3 separate regions of the Mus musculus genome follow, and all the other regions are linked to region 2. A link is a contact called in public promoter capture Hi-C data. All regions are on one chromosome and are shown on one strand. The core of a region is the stretch at or near the end of the contact, and the rest is flanking DNA. Distances in the headings are between cores, read along the strand shown.

Region 1 (4,152 bases), core at 658-3,157, 240 kb after region 2:
TCCTTGACTGCAATGTGGGCTGAAGGCACTGCTTGTCCAGGTGTGGTGCAGCGTTCACATGAGATGACGGATTCTGGGACTTGCCCTGCAGGTGACCATGGCCCCAAGCCATAACCCATTACTATATTTTGAGAAAGTTCCAGAAGAGGGAGGAAGGAGAGGGAGAAGGGGTCATCTGTCAGGAGCCTGGGAGGAGAGACACCCCCAGGTCCATCCAGGGAGGGCTTGAGATGGCTGCTGGACTAAGTTTACTGTACGTTAAGATTTGTATTTTCTTTTTGTGTGTGCACATACATTTGTGTTTATGTGTGGCATGTGCATAGAGATCAAAGGACCACCTGCAGGAGTTGGTTCTTTCTCGCATATGGGTCCCAGGGACGAACTCAGGTTGTCAGGCATAAAGGCAAGTGCTTCACCCACTGAGCCACTTCTTAGGCACCCTAGCACCCTTATTTTTCCACATCCAGAAGAGTTGGTAGGTGAGCTCCTAGGTGTGCCAGTGAAGGCCTTGGCCAGGGTGGAGCCCAGGGAGCAGGACTGTGCATGAGTGGGAGAGGTCAGAAGGTGCCCAGGCTGAGCACTGAATAGTCAGAGTGTTGCAAAGAGAGCAGGGTTTTGCACAGAAAACACCCCAATGTGTAAGAGTGGTCACCTCTGGCTGATGCAAGCTTTTAATGGTTTAAAAAATGTAATTAAAGACTCTTCCTCGCTCCCTCACTGTTATTTTTCATGCCCTACCCCAGGTGCATGTTGATCAACCCAAAAGCTAGGCTGGAATCCTACTCCTGGGCTCGGGTTCGGTTGCCTAACAAGATAAACACACACATACAGGCACACACACACACAGAGGCACACAGGCACACATACACACACACAGGCACACATGCACGCACACACATACACACACACACACACACATAGGCACATATACACACACACCAAGAATGAAGAGATCCAGCCTCTGAAAATCATGGTACCACAGGTAGATAATACAGTCAGTGAATCTTACTTGAATACCAAAAATGGCCCAAGCTTAAATTTGAGAAAGATCCAGGAGAGGGAGGAAGGGGAGGGAGGAGGGGCCATCTGTCAGGAGCTTGGGAGGAGAGACACCGCCAGACCCAGCCAGGGAGGGCTTGAGATAGCTGGCGGAATAAGGTTTAGAATAGAAAGTTCTATCTTGGGAGCAATCATCTGCCTAAGTTGGAAGCCATCTTTACCTTTGTCCGGTCTACCCATTGAGCATCCCAGCCAGCGTGGCTTGCTCACCACCACCCACTACTCAGCTCTGAAGCTGTTGCCAGGAAGGTAGACAGAGAATTAGCAGTCCTTGGAGCCAATCACTCCATCACACCAGAATCAACATGGCCTTAACACAGACTCAGCTTCCTGTCCTTGTGACCAAGCTACGCCCTGTCATTGGTAAGACCTTCAGGCTGCTTCTAGCACAATCAGCCTGGAACACAGGTCAGACCATGCAGCACCCTTTAAATGTCTTCACGGGCTCCTCAGCCCTGACACAGCATTGGGAGCCATTTCTATCCCACAACTTGTCAGGTCCTCCACAATGCCCCAGCACCTCAGGTCTGTTGATAGTGTGCCCACCTTCCCTACACTGCCAAGCAGCTCAGGCCTCTTGGTCAAGAGTGGAGGGGGATGGGCTGGAATGTCTCCAAGCTTCTTAGCTGAGGAGAACTCTCTCCAGCAGGGGAAGCAGCAAGTGTCTTCTGTCCCTCTGGTACCTTCTCACCCTTGAAGCGCCCTGGGACCCACAAATGAGTGTTGGATGTCTCCCCTCAGCCCTGGCAGAGCAATGTGGATTCGGAGTCTCCTTCTTGGCTACTTTGGCTTTCTCTGTTGTCCACGCCTCTTTCCTTTTCCTTCTCCAAGAACCATGAGATGCCGTGACAGAGCCCAGCCAGTGAGAGGAAGCCAGGCAGAGAGGCCCGTTTGTCCTGCTCAAGTTGAGTTTCCGTCAACAGCTTTTGTTTTTCCTGGTTAAGCGGTCATGTGGTGGAGCAAGGTTTTCAGGGCACCTTGGCTTGGTCAGGGCTTCCTCACTCCTAAGCTCATTGGAGATGTGTGAAGTGGATGGGAAGTGGGGAGCACGGTGGAAGGGAGAGGACTTCCTGGACTCAGGATTGCAGCCAGCAGATCCTCGCATGGCCAGCTGATGTCTCTCTATCTCCCCAGCCCCCGTCCACCACTCTGTACATTTCTCTGGTTCACTAGTGAATATCATTTCCCATCAGGGTCTCCAAATAGCCGCTTTTGTTACCAACCCTTCTAGATTCTCTAAGTCTTCATATCTAGTAAAAACGCCCAGCAAGTTCTTGAAAGCCAGAAGGTCAATTCCTTCATCCAAAGCAATCATTCTCAGCCTTCGTAACTGGTGGCCTTGTGTGGTGGTGACCGTCAACCATGAAATTATTTTCGTTGTTACTTCATAACTGTGTTATTAGACGCGTTCTCACGACCGGCCAGGAAGAACACCACAGACCAGAATCTTCTGCGGCAAAGCTTTATTTCTTACATCTTCAGGAGCAAGCGTGTAAGAAGCAAGAGAGCAAGAAGCAAGAGAGCAAGAAGCAAGAGAGAGAGAAAACGAAACCCCGTCCCTCTTAAGGAGAATTCTCCTTCGCCTCGGACGTGTCACTCCCTGATTGGCTGCAGCCCATCGGCCGAGTTGACGTCACGGGGAAGGCAGAGCACAAGTAGTCATAAAACACCCTTGGCACATGCGCAGATTATTTGTTTACCACTTAGAACACAGGATGTCAGCGCCATCTTGTAACGGCGAATGTGGGGGCGGCTCCCAACATAACTGCAATCTTGCTATTATCACAAATTCTAATGTAAATATCTATGTTTTCCTGTGGTCTTAGATGACCCCTGTGAAAAAGTTGCTCAATGCCCCCAACAGGCTGAGAACTGCTGGTCTAAGGTGTCCATGTAGGCTTTCTTATCTGATTCTCATAGAAACCTGCAAAGCAGGTTTTCTCATTATCTTTACTTAGGGAAAAAAAAAAACAGCCAAGGAAATACAATTCTTGGAGCCCTGGCTTGCAAGCAGGAAGGACATGGATCCAAGGCCTGCACCCTGGTATGCATTGCCTGGCTCGGCTCTGGATCAGATGCATCTTTCTAGCTCACTCAGCAATGAGAAGAAGGGAGAGCTGCATGTTACGTCCCATCAGCCTCCCACAGGGCACAGACTTTGCCCATGTAGAGCTTCTGCTCAGGCCTCCTATGCAGGAAGCGGCCATCAGGACGGCCAAGTGGTGAGGGATGAACTTTGTCGGTGGGCAGCCACGATGTCTGATCACAGCAGCCCAGCTGCCTATTAATCCTCAGGCCACAGTGAGTTGCCCGCCATCTTTCCAAGGTACCTTGGCCATGAAACCCACATCCCTGAAAGCATCTTTCAAGACTAGCAGGATGAACCACACATGGACCAGGGACTTCAACCCAGTTTCTTTGCCCTCGCTGGCTCCGTGAACAGTCTCTGCTATGCATAGTCACTACACCCTAGTTCCTGGAGGTCCTGTTAAAGAGCTTAGAGGGGCTCTGTGAGGAGACAGTCAGAGTCCCTCAAAGGCCCCGGTTCTTCTACACATCTGCTTCTGTGGAACTCACTGGTGCAAAATCTCCCTGAGAAGCCCTTTGCTTGGGCCTCCTCTCCGCCTTGGTCCAGCATGGAAATGCTATTGCTCCAGACTGTTTCCCTTTTCAGTGTGGTTTAAAATACAACCCCTGACCTTTGCACAGGTTCTCAGAAGAAAGTAAATATTGAAAACATGGGTAGGAGATTCCATTAAGTATTTTCACCTTGTTCTGTGACACTGGGGGTGGGGGTGTCAAGACTGCGGCTTAAGATATGTAAATGACTCAAAATTAGGCAGCAGCCCCTGGGCAAATGAGCTTCTTTGGTGGCAGGGAGGTGGCTTGGGCTTGCTCTGAGTGGAGTCTGGGCTTCTCTCAGCTGCCTGGCATCCGGTACATTCTTCCTTAACTTCTGGGCATGCTGTTGGACTTGGCTACCCTCTGTTTATTTATGAAGGGCATTCATTACTATAAAGGATAATTTTAGTATTATTGAAAATGTTCTGCTCTTTTCCCCTTTACCATTTATGTCAAGCGAAACCAAGGTCT
Region 2 (3,782 bases), core at 656-3,155:
TAAAGCAGAGGCAGAAAGGAGGGAGAGGGGCTGAATTTAGAGGCTAGCTGCCTAGATAATTCCCCACGGGGAGGAGGACACCCATCTCTAGGCCTAGCCTCAAAGGCTGCTCAACTGAGCAGTGTTGGATACGGGGGCTGGGCTATGTTGAACACTCGTGGATGGGGACCAGGGATGCTGGCCAATAGAGAGGAAGATACAGATAACAGAAGTCCTGCTGTTCTACTGCACAGGCATGGTGACTGCAATAACAACACAGTGTGTACTTCAAATTAGCAAGAAGAGATTTTAAATGTCTCTCAGACAGCAAAAATGTTTTGTTTAAGGTAATAGACATACTAACTAGATGAGCTGGTAATCTGACAGTTTATCAAAATATTACCTTGTGCCCCATTTTGCCAATTAAAAATGAAACAACATGAGATTGAAGAGATGGCTCAATGGTTAAGAGCACTTAGTGCTCTTTTAGGGACTCAAATTTAGGGAGAACCCAAATTAGGCAGCTCACAACGTCTGCAACCCCAGCTCTAGAACCAATGCCCTCTTCTGCCTCTACAAATGAGAACACACACACACACACACACACACACACACACACACACATACACACACACACACTTTAAAATGATAAACGTATGTATATAAAGAAAATATCTAATAAAAAAAGAAAAAATATTTTCCCACAAACAAACAAACAAAAGATAAACGTTCTCCTTTAAAAAGCTATAAAACAAATGATATAACCCAGATCAGTTAGGTCCCTTGGGTCCTACACACAGGGAGCCCTGGGAATGGCTCCTGTTGGGAAAGAACAGATCAGGCCCAACAAGTGAATTCTGTCTCGACGAGGCCCCATCCCATGTGATCTATTATTAGTGTATATTATATACTATATATGTGATATATAGTGCTTAATTACTGAGAACTGTGGCTCAGGAACAGTTTGTTACTTTGTGGGAACCACAGATATATACGTGGGGACATGAAAGCCACAGACACATTTTGCTCTTCAGGCTGCTGAATACTCGGCCCATTAAGCAAAAGGTGAGAGGGATGCCAATCAAGAAAGCCAAATAAACGCATCTGTGTCACCCTATCTGCTCCTGTGCAAAGTCCTCGTTCCTATTCTACACCCAGGAAACCAAGGTTCAGAGGAGGGGTGTTCTATCCCAAGAGTGCACAGCACAAAACAGCTGAGCTAGAACCTCACGCTCAAGTTTTCCAGGGCTACCCAGCTTCCTCTTCTTCTCCTCATTATGCAGGGTGAAGGATACTGCTCAGGGTACTGGTAGGTATTGGACAGTACCAGTGGGCAAAAGACAAACAGGCCATGGGCCTGTTTCTGCCCTCCTGATTTTCAGCACCTATGTCTACCACAGCCTTAATTCCAAAGGACTGCCAGTCTAGTAAGGAAATTGCTGTGTGATCAACTGAGCAGCAGCCAAGGGAGAGGGCTCCCCTTCCCAGGGAGACTCTTCCATGAGTGCTTACCTTTCCCACCTGGTAAACCTAGACATCTGCGCACTGCTTGGGGATTATGGGATGAGGTCATTCTTGGCAATCCCGGGAGATGACCTCAGCAGTGAGGCAAATCCCAGGTGTGGCTCAGGTGAGCTCACCGCCCCTGGGGAGGCTTCTCCCAGGCATGGCTCCCTGTCTCCTAGCCAGAAGAACCGGAGTGGTCAGCTGCCAGGGCTGAAGGGCCACACAGCACGAAGAGGCTGAGGTGCCCGAGGGGAGGATAAATGCATGGCCTGTGGCAACCTGGGCCAGTGGTTATGTAAGGGCAGAACTGGCTGTTCCCCTGCCTGTAAGATGTATATGGTTCAGTTGTCTGCACCGCCTACAGATGAGGTCAGCACGGCTGCCTTCTGTGTCCAAGGGAAATGTTCCAGGCCAGCTAGTTTCCTGCCACCCCAGGTGCAGCCTCAGCCGTCCGTGCAGGGCTGCCAAGGCTGACCGGGTCCACTGGCTGGGGCTGAGCCGATTTTAAAAGGCTGACAGTCTGCCAACATTCAGCTCGCTTTGAAGAAAAGGAACATTTTTGTGGGTATACTACAGCTTAGGGACTCTTACTGGCCTGACACCCCATAGCCAGCTCAGGATACGGTAAGAAGGCGTGTGGGCCTTTTGCCACTTAGAAGATGAGGTACCTGGGACAGGTGCTTCACCTCTGAGCCCCAGCTTCCTCATCAGGGTAAATGGAGAAGTCCTGGGTGGAGTTTATAAGAAGCAAATTAACCCAGGACAATAGAAGTCTAAAGAATGGCAGGAGGAGGAGCTGCAAAAGAACCTTCTAGAAAGCAGAAGTCATGGCTCGTGCATCCTGGCTCAGCTGAGATGATACTGTGAAGGGGAGACTCACTGATCACTGAGTTCTGGGCTTGTGCACCTGCTGTAAGTCATACACACCTCACCGAGGGAACCAGTGAAGGAACAGTAGGGAAAAAGGAGACGAGCAAGAATTAACACCTCTCGGGGCTACTGAAAGGCCAAAGCAGCAGGCCAGGCTGTGTGTGCATGTGTACACGCATGTGTGTGCGTGGCATGTGTATGTGTACGTGGTGTGTGTGTGTATGGTATATGTGGTGTTTGTATGTATGTGTGTGTGGTGTGAGGGCATGTGTGTGTGTGTGTGTGTGTGTGTGTGTGTGTGTGTGTGTGTGTGGTGTAAGCACGTGTCTCTTTTTCTCTCCAGGGCTGACCACAGGCTCTGCTTGGCAGAGAGAACACAATGCTAAGGGGAGCCCAAGATGCCAAGGTTTGCAGCGCCTCCTGGCTGCAGCGCCTCCTGGTAGACTGAGCTTGGACAATGGGTTTTGTTCTCAATGGCCTCGGTTTCCCCAGAAATAAAAAGGGGCTCTCTCCCAGAACAGTTGATATGCCACTGCTATAGAGTTTCTACCCTTGGGTTCAACCAGCTGAAGCTCAAAAAACAAAACAAAACCAACAAAACCCCTCAGAAGCAGACACTGAGTCTGTACTGGGCATACACAGACTTCTTTCCTTGCTCCTTACACAATATGGTGCCATAACTATGCACACGGTACGTACACAGGGTAGCATAAGTTATCTGGGGGATCTGAAACAGGTAAAGGAGGTGCGCTGGTGGCATGAGAATGTCATGCTCTCTATGTCCCAGCAACCCCCAATGACTCTGTATACATCAAGAATGAGGCTGCTGAGGTGGCCAATGAGAACCAGAGTCTTGAGCACAGTCTCATTACAGGTTGAATGCTCAGCCTCTAGCCATGATCTTTATTATCAACACCAACATTTAATGAGATAAAATATTAGGGCCCCTAATCCATGGCAAACCAGTGTGAAGGTCAAGGGCATTATGCATGTAAGAGGCCTAGTGCAGCTCTGCCTGCACGTGTATTCTGCCCCACTAAAAGCTGGAAGATGCCGGGCTTTTGCATGTGGCAGCTCCTGTAACGTGGCCAAGCAGTGCTGGGCAGGATCACTGTGTCTTCAGCGAGCAGAACAAATAACTGGCTGAGATCACACAGCCTAGGAGAGTAAGAGGAGGATGCTACCTACCGGGCACTCGTGTTTTGCCTTTCCTACTGTGCTAACACTGTCTGGAGAGGACAGAGATCCCTGGAAAGCAGGGCATCCCCTAGGGAGACTTGTGATGCAAGTGTCACTGTCTTTTCTTATCATCTTCAGATGTACCACCCCAGGGCCTCAGGGCCTGTCTTAGTCAGGGTTTCTATTCCTGCACAAACATCATGACCAAGAAGCAAGATGTGGAGGAAAGGGTTTATTCAGCTTACACT
Region 3 (4,131 bases), core at 1,175-3,674, 130 kb before region 2:
TGGCATGTGTGAGGTTTGTACTCAAAGGGGAAAAAAAGACAAAGTCACAGAATGGTGTCTGGGCAATGGTGCAGACAAACTTTGTGCTTCATTCCTAACATTCACAGTACACTCTGTGTGGCACAACAATGTAGAGAAATGTGAAATTTCTGGCCTTCAAAGAGTGTACACAGAGAGATAATGAGGTACATGCTGTTGTATATGTTGAATGTGTTTCACTTCACCCCTGACCAAACTATGTCACAATCATTGTAGACTACCCTTCACCAAAAACAATGTAGAAATGCAGTGTGACAACGAACCCTAGGTTTTCTTTTAAAAAAAAGGGGGAGGGGGGACAAGTGCAATGGTTCTGCAGGTGAAGATACTTGCTGCCAGATTCAACAACCTGAGTTTGATGCCCAGGACCCAGACGGTGGACAGAGAACTGACTCCTACAAGTTATTCTCTGACCTCCATACATGCACTATGGCACCTACACACACACAATATACAAAGAGAGATAGATAAACGAAATAATATCTTTTAAAAATGGTGTAGAGTATATATTTTATTGTAAAGGATTTCACCTTGTTCTTGTTACTAACCTATCTTTAGAACAGAGTAAAGGGTCACATGCCACCAGCTGAGGCATTTTTAGTTGGTGCTTGCTCCACAGTAAACTAAGCAAAACATTACTGCTTACAGAGATTACACAACCCCAAACAGAAAGATGCAACCAAAAAAATCTTGTCTCCCTACCAGCACCCATAACCAGTGTTTTACACATCTTGTTCTACCCAGTCCAAAGCATAGGGACAGACTTCATTCCACTTTCTTAAGCAAGCCCCTTTCCCACCATATTTCAGTATGTTCCCTTAGCATCTACCTTTGCTAGTCTGCAGGTGGCAAGACTCGTTTATTCACTCAATGCTCATGGAACTCATTTGATGTTTCTAAGAATTGACTGCCTCAGCTGCACAGAATGACATGATGAGAGGAGCCTGGCACGAATAGCAAAACTGAGCTGGGTCAGCTCTTAGGATTCAGGGAGCCCAGCTTTGGGTCCACATTGCACTATTCTACCTAACTGGTTGAGTGGTCTAAAAGTCTTGCTCACTGTATGCCAAATTCATAGTCACAGCAATGTTTATTTCTTCATCCCACCCAAAACAGGTACTAGATTTACTTCTGTGTTCAATGCTCCCAAGGAGCATTTAGGAGCTGGCAGCTTTCTGACCCAATCTTTTCTACTAGCATGTCCTATAAATTTATTACCTTTCCGCTCCCAACTCACAGAGTGTGTCCAGCCACACACTGTTCAATATAAAGGCCATGGAACCAAGTAAAATGAAAACTGACATGCTTACTCACTGATCTAACATCCACAGCCACTCATTCTTCTCACAAAATTTGCCCAGAGGAACTCTTGTCTATAACAGAAGTCTAACCACCACCACTCAAAATGAATCTGTGGCCAAGTTAAGTTTTACAAAACCATGCTCCTCCATCCCTGGCTGGCCAAGCCACAGAGCACAGAAACATATTAACACACTCTGAAAGAGCCTGCTAGAGTGGTACACGCAGTTAATCCCAGTATTCAGGAGGCAAGAACAGGCAGATTTATTAGTTCAGGGCTAGCCTGGTCTACATAGTGAGTTCCAGGACCCAGGGCTACAGAGAGACCCTGTCTCAAAAAATAAAAATAAAAGCATGACTTTCAGAGGATCTGGGGAGGCTGCTTCATGGTGGAGTAGCTATGGCACACCACGTGGAAGGCTGAAGGCTCAATCCCCACCACTACAATGGGAGGGAAGAATGACTGAAAAATCCCAAGAGCAAATACATCTGTTCAACTCTAAATTCTGTTAAGGCAAGGATTCCATTAATTTACATATAATTAATACCTAATATATGCAATGCCTAACATAAAAGATACTAAAACATGTTTTGATAAATGATTTCTTGATTCTCTTCTTGACCCTGCTTCTCTTTTGTTGATATACTGCCATAATTATCTAACTCATTTCTTGTTGACATGATTAAATTAGGATAGGATAGGATATATAGTGTAGTTCACTATATATCCTGGCACTTGGGAAGTAGAGGTGAGAGGATCAGGAGTTCAAAGTCAACTGAAGGTATATATCAAATCTAGGCCAGCCTGAACTACAGTAGATCTCGTGCCTCAAAAAAACCAAACAATGACAACAAAAAGAAAGTAAGAATGCCATATTTACAAAACATCCAGCCACACAGCTATGGTCTGAACAGACTACAAGCAAAGTCAACTGTGAAAAACATTCATGAGAATTAAAAAATAACCTCTCATTTTTAAGGAAGTGAGTTCTTGTTCTTGAACCATGCAATCTAACAACCCGAACCAGTTGTAGCCAGTCTACAGAATAGGCTCTATTAGCACTCGGCAGTTGGTTCAGAAGAGAAACTGAAACTTGATTTTTGCACCTCTCCTGGAACTTTGCAAGATCATCAACTGCATAGCCATTTGCCAAGAAACAGAATTTCAGGAGCTGGTCATCACAAAAGGATCTTTGTAAACCACTCACTCAACCCCAGACTACTGCTCTGACAGGAGTATAACTAGCCTTATTTTATTGATTCAAAAAATGTCTTCCTATTTCTCAGCCACAATTTCCTTTTGCACCCCTCAAGTTGGTTTAAATCTTTCTTTCAAGAAAAGAAATAATTTGTATCCCCCCAAAAAATTTAAAGCCCAAATAAGTTCTACAAAATTGTGTTAATTTATGGTGCAAGTATGTCATTCACTAACATTTAGAATACTGCACAAGTAATCCTAACCCAAAGCTTCACTTCAAGTCAAGTGAAAGTGAATGAATTTAGATGGCATATTCATTCATTAAGACATTAAGCAGCATTATCACTTAGATCCAGGAAGAGCACCAGATTACACTAAATACCTTCTAATACATAAAGCCACTGCCTAGCTGCTCAAGGAGAAAACGCTATGGAAGAAAAGGAAAGAGGATATGGCTAGACAGACTTAAAAACGTGTAGTCGCTGTATAAATCAAAATTCTGAGAAGATGGAAATGGTGTCATGGAGACTGAGTTTTCTTGAATTCACCTATGTGATCTCAAAAAACTAAAAATGTAAATCAAATATGGTGGGCATCCCAGCATAATCTGTTAGAAGAATCTCTGGGTAATAAACTGGGAAAAGCTAGATGCCAGCTGTTTGAAGATGTGGATGGGAGCTACACATCCAGAGTCTAATAGTAAGGAAAACAGAAATGTATAAAGCAAAGGAGGACCTTTCTGATCTGCCCCTTACAATGGAAGTGGTGTCTAGACACAGTCTTCCATAAAGACCCTTATGGGGCAGGGCACACACCTGCTGATCCCTCAGATACTATGAATCCCAGAAAGGCCACAATCCAAGATAAGGAAGAATTTTTCCTGACCAGCAAGTTTGATCTTTGCTGGTAAGCAACTACAAGAGTGATGTGCTTTGTCTGACACAACGTTCAAAGGAGTCCAGCTTCACCTTTTGTTGAGACTTGTGGTGGTGCTAAAGGGAAGAGGAAGCCACACACTACTAAAAAGGATAAGTTGACTCTACTGAAATGAAAAGAAAAAAACCACACAAGACAAAAACAGTAACAACAAAAACTTGCCAACCCATACTCTTGTAAAACACAGGAAAAGCATTACTAGGCTGTGTGCTGAAATCTGGCAAGCAGACTAAAACTGACTAACAAAGTCTGCATCAGAACCATGAAGTATTCAACAACATGGCTAGAGACAGAGTTGGCAAAGAAACATAAAGATGTAAGTTCCAAGCAGCCTTGAACACTGGAAGAACTGTGACCTTAACTGTGAAGAACAACTTAAGAGTTTAACATGGGAACAAAACACCCATGGAAGGAGTTACAGAAACAAAGTTTGGAGCTGAGATGAAAGGATGGACCATGTAGAGACTGCCATATCCAGGGATCCACCCCATAATCAGCATCCAAACGCTGACACCATTGCATATACTAGCAAGATTTTATCGAAAGGACCCAGATGTAGCTGTCTCTTGTGAGACTATGCCGGGGCCTAGCAAACACAGAAGTGGATGCTCACAGTCAGCTAATGGATGGATCACAGGGCTCCCAATGGAGGAGCTAGA

What was found. Capture Hi-C pulls out chosen DNA fragments and counts their contacts.
Region 1: a promoter capture Hi-C map of adipose tissue shows a contact between it and region 2. The contact joins two enhancer-like sites. A contact is called at or near these places in 1 of 39 promoter capture datasets (embryonic stem cells), 1 of 115 datasets of contacts at active chromatin or transcription factors (pancreatic cancer cells) and 1 of 9 other capture datasets (adipose tissue).
Region 3: a promoter capture Hi-C map of adipose tissue shows a contact between it and region 2. The contact joins two enhancer-like sites. A contact is called at or near these places in 3 of 39 promoter capture datasets (embryonic stem cells, pre-B cells and stem cell-derived epiblast-like cells) and 1 of 9 other capture datasets (adipose tissue).

The regions. Positions count from the first base shown.
Region 1 is chr17:26,383,231-26,387,382 of GRCm38.p6, reverse strand. No RefSeq gene overlaps it. Among named protein-coding and RNA genes, the nearest start is that of Neurl1b, 30 kb to the left of the region's middle. Within about 2 kb of position 1,907, at least 10 of the 459 cell types and tissues checked have an H3K27ac peak or open chromatin away from gene starts, as enhancers often do. A contact at or near this core is called in adipose tissue, where this site is marked.
Region 2 is chr17:26,619,449-26,623,230 of GRCm38.p6, reverse strand. The region is part of intron 3 of Ergic1 (endoplasmic reticulum-golgi intermediate compartment (ERGIC) 1); the gene reads right to left. Among named protein-coding and RNA genes, the nearest start is that of Gm41553, 20 kb to the left of the region's middle. Within about 2 kb of position 1,905, at least 132 of the 459 cell types and tissues checked have an H3K27ac peak or open chromatin away from gene starts, as enhancers often do. A contact at or near this core is called in adipose tissue, where this site is marked.
Region 3 is chr17:26,751,949-26,756,079 of GRCm38.p6, reverse strand. All of the region lies in intron 4 of Crebrf (CREB3 regulatory factor), which reads right to left. Among named protein-coding and RNA genes, the nearest start is that of Bnip1, 27 kb to the left of the region's middle. Within about 2 kb of position 2,424, at least 69 of the 459 cell types and tissues checked have an H3K27ac peak or open chromatin away from gene starts, as enhancers often do. A contact at or near this core is called in adipose tissue, where this site is marked.